3 separate regions of the Mus musculus genome follow, and all the other regions are linked to region 2. Evidence: chromatin contacts called from public HiChIP or PLAC-seq and promoter capture Hi-C data. All regions are on one chromosome and are shown on one strand. The core of a region is the stretch at or near the end of the contact, and the rest is flanking DNA. Distances in the headings are between cores, read along the strand shown. Region 1 holds the start of Mdga1 (MAM domain containing glycosylphosphatidylinositol anchor 1). Region 2 holds the start of Cmtr1 (cap methyltransferase 1). Region 3 holds the start of Pim1 (proviral integration site 1).

What was found. HiChIP or PLAC-seq counts read pairs in DNA pulled down with a chosen protein or histone mark. Capture Hi-C pulls out chosen DNA fragments and counts their contacts.
Region 1: an H3K4me3 HiChIP or PLAC-seq map of embryonic forebrain shows a contact between it and region 2, with 4 times the contacts expected there. The contact joins the promoter of Mdga1 here to the promoter of Cmtr1 in region 2. A contact is called at or near these places in 3 of 39 promoter capture datasets (the 3T3-L1 cell line, embryonic stem cells and hippocampal neurons), 13 of 115 datasets of contacts at active chromatin or transcription factors (the HPC-7 cell line, craniofacial prominence, embryonic basal ganglia and 10 more) and 4 of 9 other capture datasets (adipose tissue, embryonic stem cells, liver and 1 more).
Region 3: a contact with region 2 is called in a promoter capture Hi-C map of pancreatic islet. The contact joins the promoter of Pim1 here to the promoter of Cmtr1 in region 2. A contact is called at or near these places in 1 of 39 promoter capture datasets (erythroid cells), 3 of 115 datasets of contacts at active chromatin or transcription factors (effector CD8 T cells, memory CD8 T cells and pancreatic cancer cells) and 2 of 9 other capture datasets (liver and pancreatic islet).

What each region holds. Positions count from the first base shown.
Region 1 is chr17:29,887,081-29,890,340 of GRCm38.p6, forward strand. Mdga1 (MAM domain containing glycosylphosphatidylinositol anchor 1) reads right to left here and starts at 1,498. Exons shown (of 17, transcript NM_001368423.1): 1 at 367-1,498. The coding sequence starts at 433. Gm41559 (a long non-coding RNA gene) reads left to right here and starts at 2,821. Exons shown (of 3, transcript XR_003952341.1): 1 at 2,821-2,910.
Region 2 is chr17:29,659,260-29,662,521 of GRCm38.p6, forward strand. It overlaps Cmtr1 (cap methyltransferase 1), which reads left to right and starts at 1,336. Exons shown (of 24, transcript NM_028791.6): 1 at 1,336-1,512. All of the region lies in intron 7 of Gm28043 (predicted gene, 28043), which reads left to right.
Region 3 is chr17:29,488,690-29,492,158 of GRCm38.p6, forward strand. Pim1 (proviral integration site 1) reads left to right here and starts at 2,096. Exons shown (of 6, transcript NM_008842.4): 1 at 2,096-2,536; 2 at 2,636-2,742; 3 at 2,831-2,881; 4 at 2,976-3,342. The coding sequence starts at 2,455. It overlaps Gm26885 (predicted gene, 26885), which reads right to left and starts at 2,855. Exons shown (of 4, transcript NR_168683.1): 1 at 2,488-2,855.

The sequences.
Region 1 (3,260 bases), core at 248-2,747, 230 kb after region 2:
CCACTCGGGAGGCTGAGCCGAGGGAGGAAAAGGATTCCGTGGGAACAGCTGCCCCAGCCCAGAGCTTGGGCTCTTCCCGGGTCTCCTGAGCTCACTGTATTATTCTCCCAAGACTTCCGGATCTCTCTAACCCCTGGAAAGATTTCGGAAAGCCGAGACCTTACCCCGGCATCCCCAGCCTCACACCAATAGCCTAGGACCGCTTCTTGGGCTCGGGAGCAGCCTGCTCGGTCTCCCGGCGCCCAGGCGAGGGCGGAGACGCGGCCATCAGTGCATCCACCAAGCCCCGGCAGCGCGCACTTTGAGCAAGATCTTGTAAAGTTTCCGGGCGGCTCCGCCAGGGTAGAGCGGGACGCTGGCTCTTACCATAGACTCCTTGTCCCCGACAGTGGAAGGGGATAAGCGCCAGAAGTAGAAGACAGGTCACCTCCATCTTCACGGCCAGTGCTTCATCCCCGCGAGGCGGCGCAGCCTGAGAGGCGGCGGGGGGCGCATCCGCCGGGGCACCGCTTTGCCCTCTGCGTTCCCTCCTTTTCCCTGAGTCGCGACGGAGAGGGCGGCGACCGAGACTAGGAGTCTGAGCAAGCCGCGACTCGGCTCTGTCCTCTTCCCACAGGGCGGCTGCCCGGGTGGAGACGCAGGGGGCGCTGCCCCAGACCTTGAAGCCTCTGCGCACCGGGCGCAGCAGCCAGCTCCCTGGCCCAGAAAGCTCGGCCACCGAGCAGTCCTAGGTCCCCAGGGCTGTCCACCGAGGGTGCTGAACGCGGGGGGACCTCTCTGCTGCGGCGGCCGCGCTCCGATCCAACAGGCCACCGATGCCTGACAAACTTGTCTTTTCCCCGCCCAGGGGACGCCCCTCCGCGGAGCCAGGCCAGGAGGCCCGGACTCTGCTTTGGTTAATCCGCTGGCTCCAGTCCTGCAGTAGGTGTGGAGGGCTCCGCAGCCCGACCCAAGGGAGCCGGGCTGGGCGCCCTTCCCGGAGGCGAGGGCGCCGGGTCCCGGTCCTCTGGAGCGCTGGAGCAGCGAGGACTAGGTTCGGCAGCGGGGCGAGCGCTCCGGGTCCCCGAGTCCGCGAAGTTAGCCGAGCCGCCGCCGAGGAATCCGGGGGAGGCGATCGCGTCCCGGCGCCCCCGCGGGAATCCAGAGAACGGTTCCAAAGCAAGAGGGACCGCAGCCAGCAAGGGAAAGAGGAAAGTTTGAGTCCTTTGAAAATAATTCGCGCTCTTGCGGAGGCCCGGGCTCAGGAGCTGCTGGCCGCCTCCTCTCTCCCCGCTCCTCTCCCGCCGTCTGGCCGCCGCCGTGGCATTCCCGGGCTCCGCGATCTCGGGAGAGCGGGGCTGCGCCGCGCCCCAAGTTGGGCGTCCCCGCCCCCCTCCCGGCGGCCTGGGCCCGAGAGGGCCCCAGCGGGCGGGGCCGGGCGGGCTCCGGGGCACCGCGGCCACTCCGGCTCCGGGGCCGCGGGAGCGCTCCGCTCGCTCCCTAACTTGGGCTTCGCTGTGCTGCTTTCTGGTCCCTCCGAGCTTTTCATTCCGCGCTTCCTCCACCTCCCCATCACCACCACCCCGCCTCCCGCTCTCCCTCCTCCCTTCTTCCCTCCTCCCATCTCCGCGATCGGTCTCTCGCTCTCCCACCCTTTGTCGCTCGCTCGCTCTCCTGTTTGATTCCCCTCCAGTTAAAAAAAGGGGAGCCAATTAAAGGCAGCCCAGCTCGCCCGGCCCAGCCTCTGTCCAATTTCCTTGCTTCCCCCAGGACCAATTAGAGAAAACAAAACAGGGCTGGGGGAAGCAGTCTCTCTCTCTCTCTCTCTCTCTCTCTCTCTCTCTCTCTCTCTCTCTCTCTCTCTCTTTCCCCGCCCCCCCCATCTCTCTCTCCCTATCTCCGCCTCCCCCACCAGCCCCCTGGCAGAAAAATGTCAGAAAGCAGCAATGGATCCATCTATCCCGAGGACAGTAGCGGGAACGTGGGTTCGGCGCGGGCTCTGCAGCCGCGCACTCGCACACGCTCTCCGCCCTCCCTTGCACAGCCCAGGCTGGCAAAGCCCTGGCCGGGTGCAAACGCTCGCCGCACGCTCGCCGGGCAAGCACCGGCGGCTGGTTGCTGGGACGCAAGCCTGCAGGGCACTGGACACTTAATGAATGTTTTGCACTTTGGAGAAGGTGATACTGGAGCCTAGGATCGGAGGGAAAGGCCAAGGCGTCTGCTTCTCCTAGACCAGAGCTGGCGCGAGAGGCGGTTGCCTGCTGTCGCTCTGCAGGGATGTTGGCTCGGCTTGGGAATCCCGCCACCTCCACCACCACTACCCGCCCCTGGCAGAGCCCCAGCCCCTTTCCAAGCTGCCTCGGCCTCTCCCCGGGTCGGGCGCCGGGGACGCTGCCAGAGGCACTGAGGAGGAGGACGCGCTTGCAGCTTGCAGTGTCCTAGCTGAGGCCCACAGGTTGCCAACAGGTTTGCCAGCAAGACCCCAGTGCCAGAGCTCCACAGGGACACCCAGGGTCCCCTTCAGCCCGCTTCTCTCAAATCCTGCCTACCCGTGAGACCTCAGGCGTGGCCAAGTGCCCTAGGGGTGCTCGCGCTTCCTGCAGCCAAGCCGGGAAGCCTGTCTCCCCCCACTTCGAGACTCCGTCACCTTAACCCGGCCCTCCCCGAAGCTGTGACCAAGATGTAGTTCCTTCCAGACGCCCTTGGGGAGGGGCGTGGGCTGGGCAGAGAGGCGCACGACCTCCCTGGCGCCTCCGATAGCGTCCTCCCTCCAACCCGGTCCTGCTAATCTTACCTGCTCCACCTGTCGCCGTTATTTATCTCGGCGTGAGCGCAGGGATTGTACTAGAGCGGCCCGTGGGAGCGCGGACAGCACAGCCGCAGCAGCTAACAAGCTCGGAGGTTAGATCCTGTTCAGGATCTGCTGCAATGGTGGGTCCATGACCTCAGGCATCTGTCCAAACTCAAAGACCTGTTTCTGATCACCCAAAGAGTTGATTCTCTTGCATGTAAATCAGCGCATGAATTAAAAATATTAATTATAAATCCCTCCCTCTCCAAGCCCACTCCCACCGGGATGTTTCTCCTCTGACCCTCCTGGGCAAACATAACCTGTTAAGGAGGAGTGGAAAGCACAAGGTGTTGCCTGGTAGATGGGGAGGGGCGCCATCAGCCTGACTCTTCTCAGTTTGCTTATGGTTCATCCAGGCTACCCGCCCTTGTTCCTGGCTCCTTTGTTTCTTTCCTACTCTTACTAGGGGTGGGAGTCCAATGCTCAGTTA
Region 2 (3,262 bases), core at 86-2,585:
ATATGTTGACATTTGAAGTCTCGGGGTTTAAGAGACAAACGCAGCTGAGAATGTCCAACAAAGTTATATTGGTCTGAAAATGGGAAGAGGAGTTAGAGTTACAGCCCATCTCAGTGCATATGGTCAAATGCCACAGATGCCATTATTTCTTTTAGTCTGAGGCATTGAGAATCAGATCTAGGATCTGGTGTGTACCGGACGAACAGTCTTGACACTGAGCTATGCCTAGTCCAATGTTAAATATGTCCTATGGAACAGGAACAGGTCTTTGACCTTGGCCAGTTTGTGTCTCTGACTGTATTCTTTTTTGTTGTTGTTGTTGTTTGTTTTGTTTTTCGAGACAGGGTTTCTCTGTGTAGCCCTGGCTGTCCTGGAACTCACTTTGTAGACCAGGCTGGCCTCGAACTCAGAAATAGGCCTGCCTCTGCCTCCCGAGTGCTGGGATTAAAGGCGTGTGCCACCACGCCCGGCTCCTCTGACTGTATTCTTAAATCTATATAATGACGATACTGTAGTAAGCTACCAAACTAGTTACGCCATGTTGTGAAACACTTTCTAGGATTTTTTTTTCCCACTTTCCAAGTCAGGGTCTTACAATATATCCCTGGCTGTCCTGGAAGTAGCTATGTAGACTAGGCTGGCTTCGAACTCACAGAGATATGCCTGTCTCTGCTTTCTGAGTGCTGGCATTAAAGGTGTTCGACACTACCACCTAGCTCCTAAGAATACTTTCATTGCTAAAACTATTTTGGGCAAAAATTCGTCTCCGGTCACTTCGACCAGTCATTAAATCTTATGCTAAACTGGTCTCTTGATCAGCCATAAATTTCTATACCATGTGATTGTGATTCTGACCTAAAGGTTAACTGCCTGACCATTTAATTGTTATCACTCTGCTTCTGAAAAGAAAAAAAAAGCAATGTTTGCTTGTTGCACATGTTTGGAGCTGCCTTTCTGTATACATCACAGTTGCAGTCCTTGTCTTTAAAATGTCGAACAAACTGGAGGTCCGAGGGTGCTTCCCGCTCCTCTGCCTGAGACAGCCCCACCGGTGGTAATAAATAATAAAGACTCCACATGATTTATTAAGACATCTTGGGAGTTTTCCTTCTTCAGGTAATCCATAACAAGATGAATAAACTGAGGTGAAGTATTGATTTCCCTTCTTTAGGGCGAGAGTAGACAAGGGTTATTTTCCTAGTGGCTTTTCTCTGCCCCCCCATTCTTTCGCGGTCCCCCTTCCGCGCAGGCGCCTCGGGTCCTGCGCGCTGTGCGACCTGGGCAGTTCCCCAGGGCCAAGCCTGAGCCCAGCGGGGGCGGGGCTGGCGGGCTCGTGACGTTATCAAGCGGCGCCGCCCGCGGGGCGGGTTCCGAGCGCGACCGCGCAGCTAGCCGGCCCTGCGAGGAAAACGAAAGTGAGGGAGGAGGAGGTTGCAGGGCCAGCCTGGGCGGCGACAGTGGCGGCCTGGTCCCTCGTCTCCGCTCGCCGGCTACTCGCCCCATCCCCTCAGCGTGAGTGCAGGCGCGCGGCCCCGGGGGTGCGAGCGGGCGGGCGCACGGGCACAGCATCCTTCCCCTGCGGCGGCCGCTTTGCCCGCTTTCGGGTAGCCTCTCTCTGCTCCTGCCCCCTGTCTTGTCCCCAGCAACCTCTCGGAGCCGAGGTTGCCGCTGCTGCTGGTCGCCGCGCACACAGTATCACACCTGACGTTTCCAAAGGAGAAGCTCCGTCGGGGAGATGGCGTTCCCTTCTTTCCCCTCTGCATACGGGGGTTAGCAGCGCTTAGAAGTGCCTGGTCACAGCGCGTCTGCCATTGTAGGTCACTCGATAGCCCTTTGGCCTTCCCCTGGCCGAGGAAATGAGAGGATTGGCTTGGATTCCCTGCGAGGCCCCAGTCGAAGGTGCTGTGGTGGAGGGGGACGTTCGTATCTGCCGCCTTGCCCTTCTACAAAGCTGTTTCCTGTTCTCTCACTTGCCCCATCGCAGACCACACTGAGTTCCCAGTGGCACCCCCCACCCCCGCTTCACCCACACCCACCGGGACGACTTAAGAGTTAAATGAGACCCATTTTATGTGCTGTGAAGCCTCAGCGATGAGCTTTCCAGTAGGCTCACCTATCTGTGATGTCAAGTAAAAATGTGGCTCCTCGGGCCTGGCTTTCTGTTGGCTCAGTCGCCTGGCTTTCCTGCTTTCCTCTAATAGGCACTGCTACTGTCACTTAGGAAATTGCCACCTGAGATTGGGATGATCGTACATTGGGTCCACAGGTTCATCCTCGGGCTGGAAATACGGAAACCTTTTGCTAGGTTTCAAGGGGAGGGATTGCTATATCCCTTCAAATTCCATTACTTTCTTACCTCGACTGCTGATGCTCATTCTCCCTCCACCCCAGCAAATATTTTGAAATAAGTTGAACTGGCTCTGATTTTCATAGACAATATTGAGTATCAGTTCATAGTCAAAACAACACATGGTCTTAAAACTATATGTCTGACTCAAACGCCAGAGAAGTCTGTTCTTGTATCCCAGCGTCCCTGTTCCCCAAAGATACCAGTGTACCTCCAACTTTTAAGTCTTTTCTCTTTTCTGAGTTCTTTGAATACACTACTTTTCCTGAAGATTTTGTAATTTTTTTTTGACTTTTTGAGACAGGGTTTCTCTGTGTAGCCCTGGCTGTCCTGGAACTCTGTAGACCAGGCTGGCCTCCAACTCAGAAATTCGCCTGCCTCTGCCTCCCAAGTGCTGGAATTAGAGGTGTGCACAACCACGCCCGGCCTGTAATTCTTTTTTTTTTTTTTAAAGATTTTTTTCGACTGTTTTAAATAGGCATGTGGGTACCTGCATAGGCCAGAGGTGTCTGTTTCCCTGGAGCTAGAGTTCTAGGCAGTTGCGAGTTGTCTGGTGTGGGTGCTGGGAATTGAATTTAAGACATACACATGTCTCCAGCTCCTCGTCCTTTTTTTTTTTTTTTTTTTTTTTTTCTTTTTTTAAACTTTATGCTTCTCATAAACCAGCTCCTGGCCATCGAGGGAAGCTTTCTGTTCTTCCATTTTTCCCTGTGCAGCGCTGGGCTGGGATCCAGGGCCTTGCATGTGCAGGGCAAGGCTCTGTGGGAGAGCGACATCCTCGAGCCCTTGGAGTTTGCTGCAGGTTCTCTACAGGTTTCCTCAGACTCCTGAGTATTAAGACAGAGGCAGGTGCCAAGTGCACCCAGCTCTCCATTCCTTATTGTGGAGTTGTACTTGTATTCTTAAAAATTAATG
Region 3 (3,469 bases), core at 846-3,345, 170 kb before region 2:
GACTGGAGTGTATGTAGGTTGGTGACAGGGTGCATGTGTAAGACCCTGGATTGATTTCCCAACATCAGACACATTCCGAGAAGAGGACAGGGCACTTTGGACAGGTGGACTTAGTTTTCAGAGGCACAAAGTCTGGAATGTGCTGGGAGATTGAAAACAAGTGGAAATAGTCCTGTTTGGACAGAGCTGAGGGCCTGATAGAGAACTGGAGGTAGTTGTACTGGTGTTTAACACATATTTATTTATAGACAGAGTTTCTCTTTGTAGACAAGGCTGGCCTGGTTAGAATGTTGTGGTTTTAACGTTGGGCACCACTCTAGGCATACCTGTTTTCTGATTGCCTGCTCAATACCAGTGCCATAGATGTTTTTAGGCTGATTAAAGGGAGAGCTCTGAACCCTCAGGAGCAGAATTTGGGCCATTCTCTCTGCTGTCGTATGACCCTGTGTCATCCCAGTGACGAGTCATTTTCCTATCTGCAAAAAAGGAAGTAATTCTCCTTCCCCTGGGTTTTTCTCCTTTCGTCATCAGAAATGAATGAGTTAGTCCACAGAACACAAACAAAGGGAAATATGTAATGTTTTGTAAGAGGCATCCATAAAAGTTATGGAGTCTCTGGGCATCTTTATAAGCAGCATGGAAAACTTGTAAAGGAAGCATTTAAACGCGTGCGCTAATGACTACATCCACAACAGGCTCGTTCCTCCTTTAAAGATCTCTCAGACCTAAGAACAACAACAAAAATAACGAACAAGGGGTGTAGCTGGCTGTCCATGACTCTGGCCACCAGTATCTCAGTTTATATGGATTACACAGAATGAGAGTTTACCCATTTCCACACGTCGTTATCAACTCTCCATGAAGTTCAAAAGGACAAAAGATGAAAGCGGACTCGGCTAGCTTTCCGTGGTATTTCCACGTGCATGTGGGGACTTTCCTTTGAGACAAGGCTGGGGTGGGGGCCAATAATATCTGGTATCGCCTGACTGCTAATACCAAGCTGATGAGAAGGTAACTACCGCAACAACCTCTGATTAAACCCAGCGGCACCCTCCCACCCTCGCCCGCGATCAGGAATTTTCCTGCTCCTCCCGCCCTCTCAGAAGGGGCTGAGGCAGCATTTGGCAAGAGAAAGCTAACGTTTGTGTCGTGATTTCCTCTCTCAGGCGCTCGGACATGGACCGAGGGGATCAGGTACCCCGGGTCCCTTCTAATTCTCTCTGCATTTCTAAATTGAGAATCTTTGTCACCGGCTCCTCGCATCCCAGGTCTCCCCCACTTTTCCTCGCAGGCCTGTGACTGGCCTCGGTGTGCAAAATGCCGGTGACTCACGTCTTGCACAGCCTTCGCCCCCAAAAACACAATCATCACCCCCAGGATCTAGCCCACATAACATCGTCAACCCGCCCCAGCAGCCTTGGAGGTCTCCGGGCTGAGTCACACCAGAGGACCACCCTGGTCGGCATCCACACACACGCGGTCCCTACTCATGGCTTCCGCGCCCGCCACACCAACGCCCTTCCATTTCTCACAACTTGCTACGCTCCAGCTCCAATCCTCGACCCCCCTCCACAACCCAAATCTCCGGGAAACACAGAGCCGGCAGAGCTGGCCTCGGGCGGCCTTTGATGGCTTTGTTATTGTTTGGGTTTGAATCGATACGCCCCTCCCCATCCTTCCTCCCCCGCCCGCGCGCGCCACCCAGCTCCCGCCTCCCTGCACGCCCAGCGCCCCTCCCCCTCCGTTTTGGCGCCTTTTCCTTCCCGCCACGTCGTGGCGGCGTTAGCGACCATTCTGACCGCGAGGCGAGAGGCGGGGCCCGCAACGCCTTATGCAAATAGGGCGTCTTCTGGTTGGCTGAAGCCGCGCCCGAGGGCGGGGCCGGGGAGAGGGGTGTAGCCGCGAGGGGGCGGAGCGGAGGGGAGCGGCCCTGGTCCCGCCGCCTCCCCGCCCCCTCTCCGCCCTCCGCCGCCGAGCCAGCCCGGCTCCCCACCTCGGCCTCCCGGAGAGGCCCCGCCCCGTCCCCGCCCGCCGCGCGCGCCCTCCCCAGCGGCGCGCTCCGCCCCTTTACTCCTGGCGGCGGGGCGAGCCGGGCGTCTGCAGCAGCGGCCGTGGCGGCGGAGGAGGCTGGAGGGGAGTCGGCAGTGCCGGCGGCGGGATCGGCAGTAGCAGCAGCAGCAGCAGTCACAGTCAGCAGCAGCCCTGGGTCCCGCAGCGCCTCTCGCCCTGCCGCCTCCCGCACTGCCTGACCCAGCCGGCGAACCCGCCCGCGGCCAGCCCCGCCAGCGCCCTCAGTCGTCCTCCGACTCGCCCTCGGCCTTGCGCGCCAGCCGCAGCCAGAGCCGCAACGCCACCCGCAGTCTGAGTCCCGGCCGTCGGCTCAGCCCCAGCTCGCTCCGCCGCCGCTGCTGCTCGTCCCGGCACCGGCGCCGCACCGACACCCTGGAGGTGGGGATGCTCCTGTCCAAGATCAACTCCCTGGCCCACCTGCGCGCCGCGCCCTGCAACGACCTGCACGCCACCAAGCTGGCGCCGGGTGAGTGTCCCCACCCCACCCTGGGCGCGCGGGTCGTTGGGACGCCGGGAGACCCCCGCGTGGGTCGAGCGCGCTGAGTGTCCCGTGCCTCTTTCCTAGGCAAAGAGAAGGAGCCCCTGGAGTCGCAGTACCAGGTGGGCCCGCTGTTGGGCAGCGGTGGCTTCGGCTCGGTCTACTCTGGCATCCGCGTCGCCGACAACTTGCCGGTGAGTGGGCAACGCCGCCTCGGGGAGGGCGCGCGGAGGGATGCTTTGAGCAGGAGGGTCTGATGGAGACTCGGGGGTCTTCTTCCAGGTGGCCATTAAGCACGTGGAGAAGGACCGGATTTCCGATTGGGGAGAACTGGTGAGTGAGCCGGAGCCAGAGACCCTCTCATGGGTGGGTGGGTGGCGACGGGCGTGCCGGAACCGGCGCGCTAACCCTCGCCCTCACTCTGCAGCCCAATGGCACCCGAGTGCCCATGGAAGTGGTCCTGTTGAAGAAGGTGAGCTCGGACTTCTCGGGCGTCATTAGACTTCTGGACTGGTTCGAGAGGCCCGATAGTTTCGTGCTGATCCTGGAGAGGCCCGAACCGGTGCAAGACCTCTTCGACTTTATCACCGAACGAGGAGCCCTACAGGAGGACCTGGCCCGAGGATTCTTCTGGCAGGTGCTGGAGGCCGTGCGGCATTGCCACAACTGCGGGGTTCTCCACCGCGACATCAAGGACGAGAACATCTTAATCGACCTGAGCCGCGGCGAAATCAAACTCATCGACTTCGGGTCGGGGGCGCTGCTCAAGGACACAGTCTACACGGACTTTGATGGTGAGCCAGGCCCCGGGGAGGGAGCTGCCCAAGGTGCCGGCCTGGAAGCCTCTGGCGGCCTCGGCTCCGGCCCTTTGTAAAGGTCATTGGGCCGCCTGGCTCAGAGCTGGCAGGGGTGGGGCAGAGG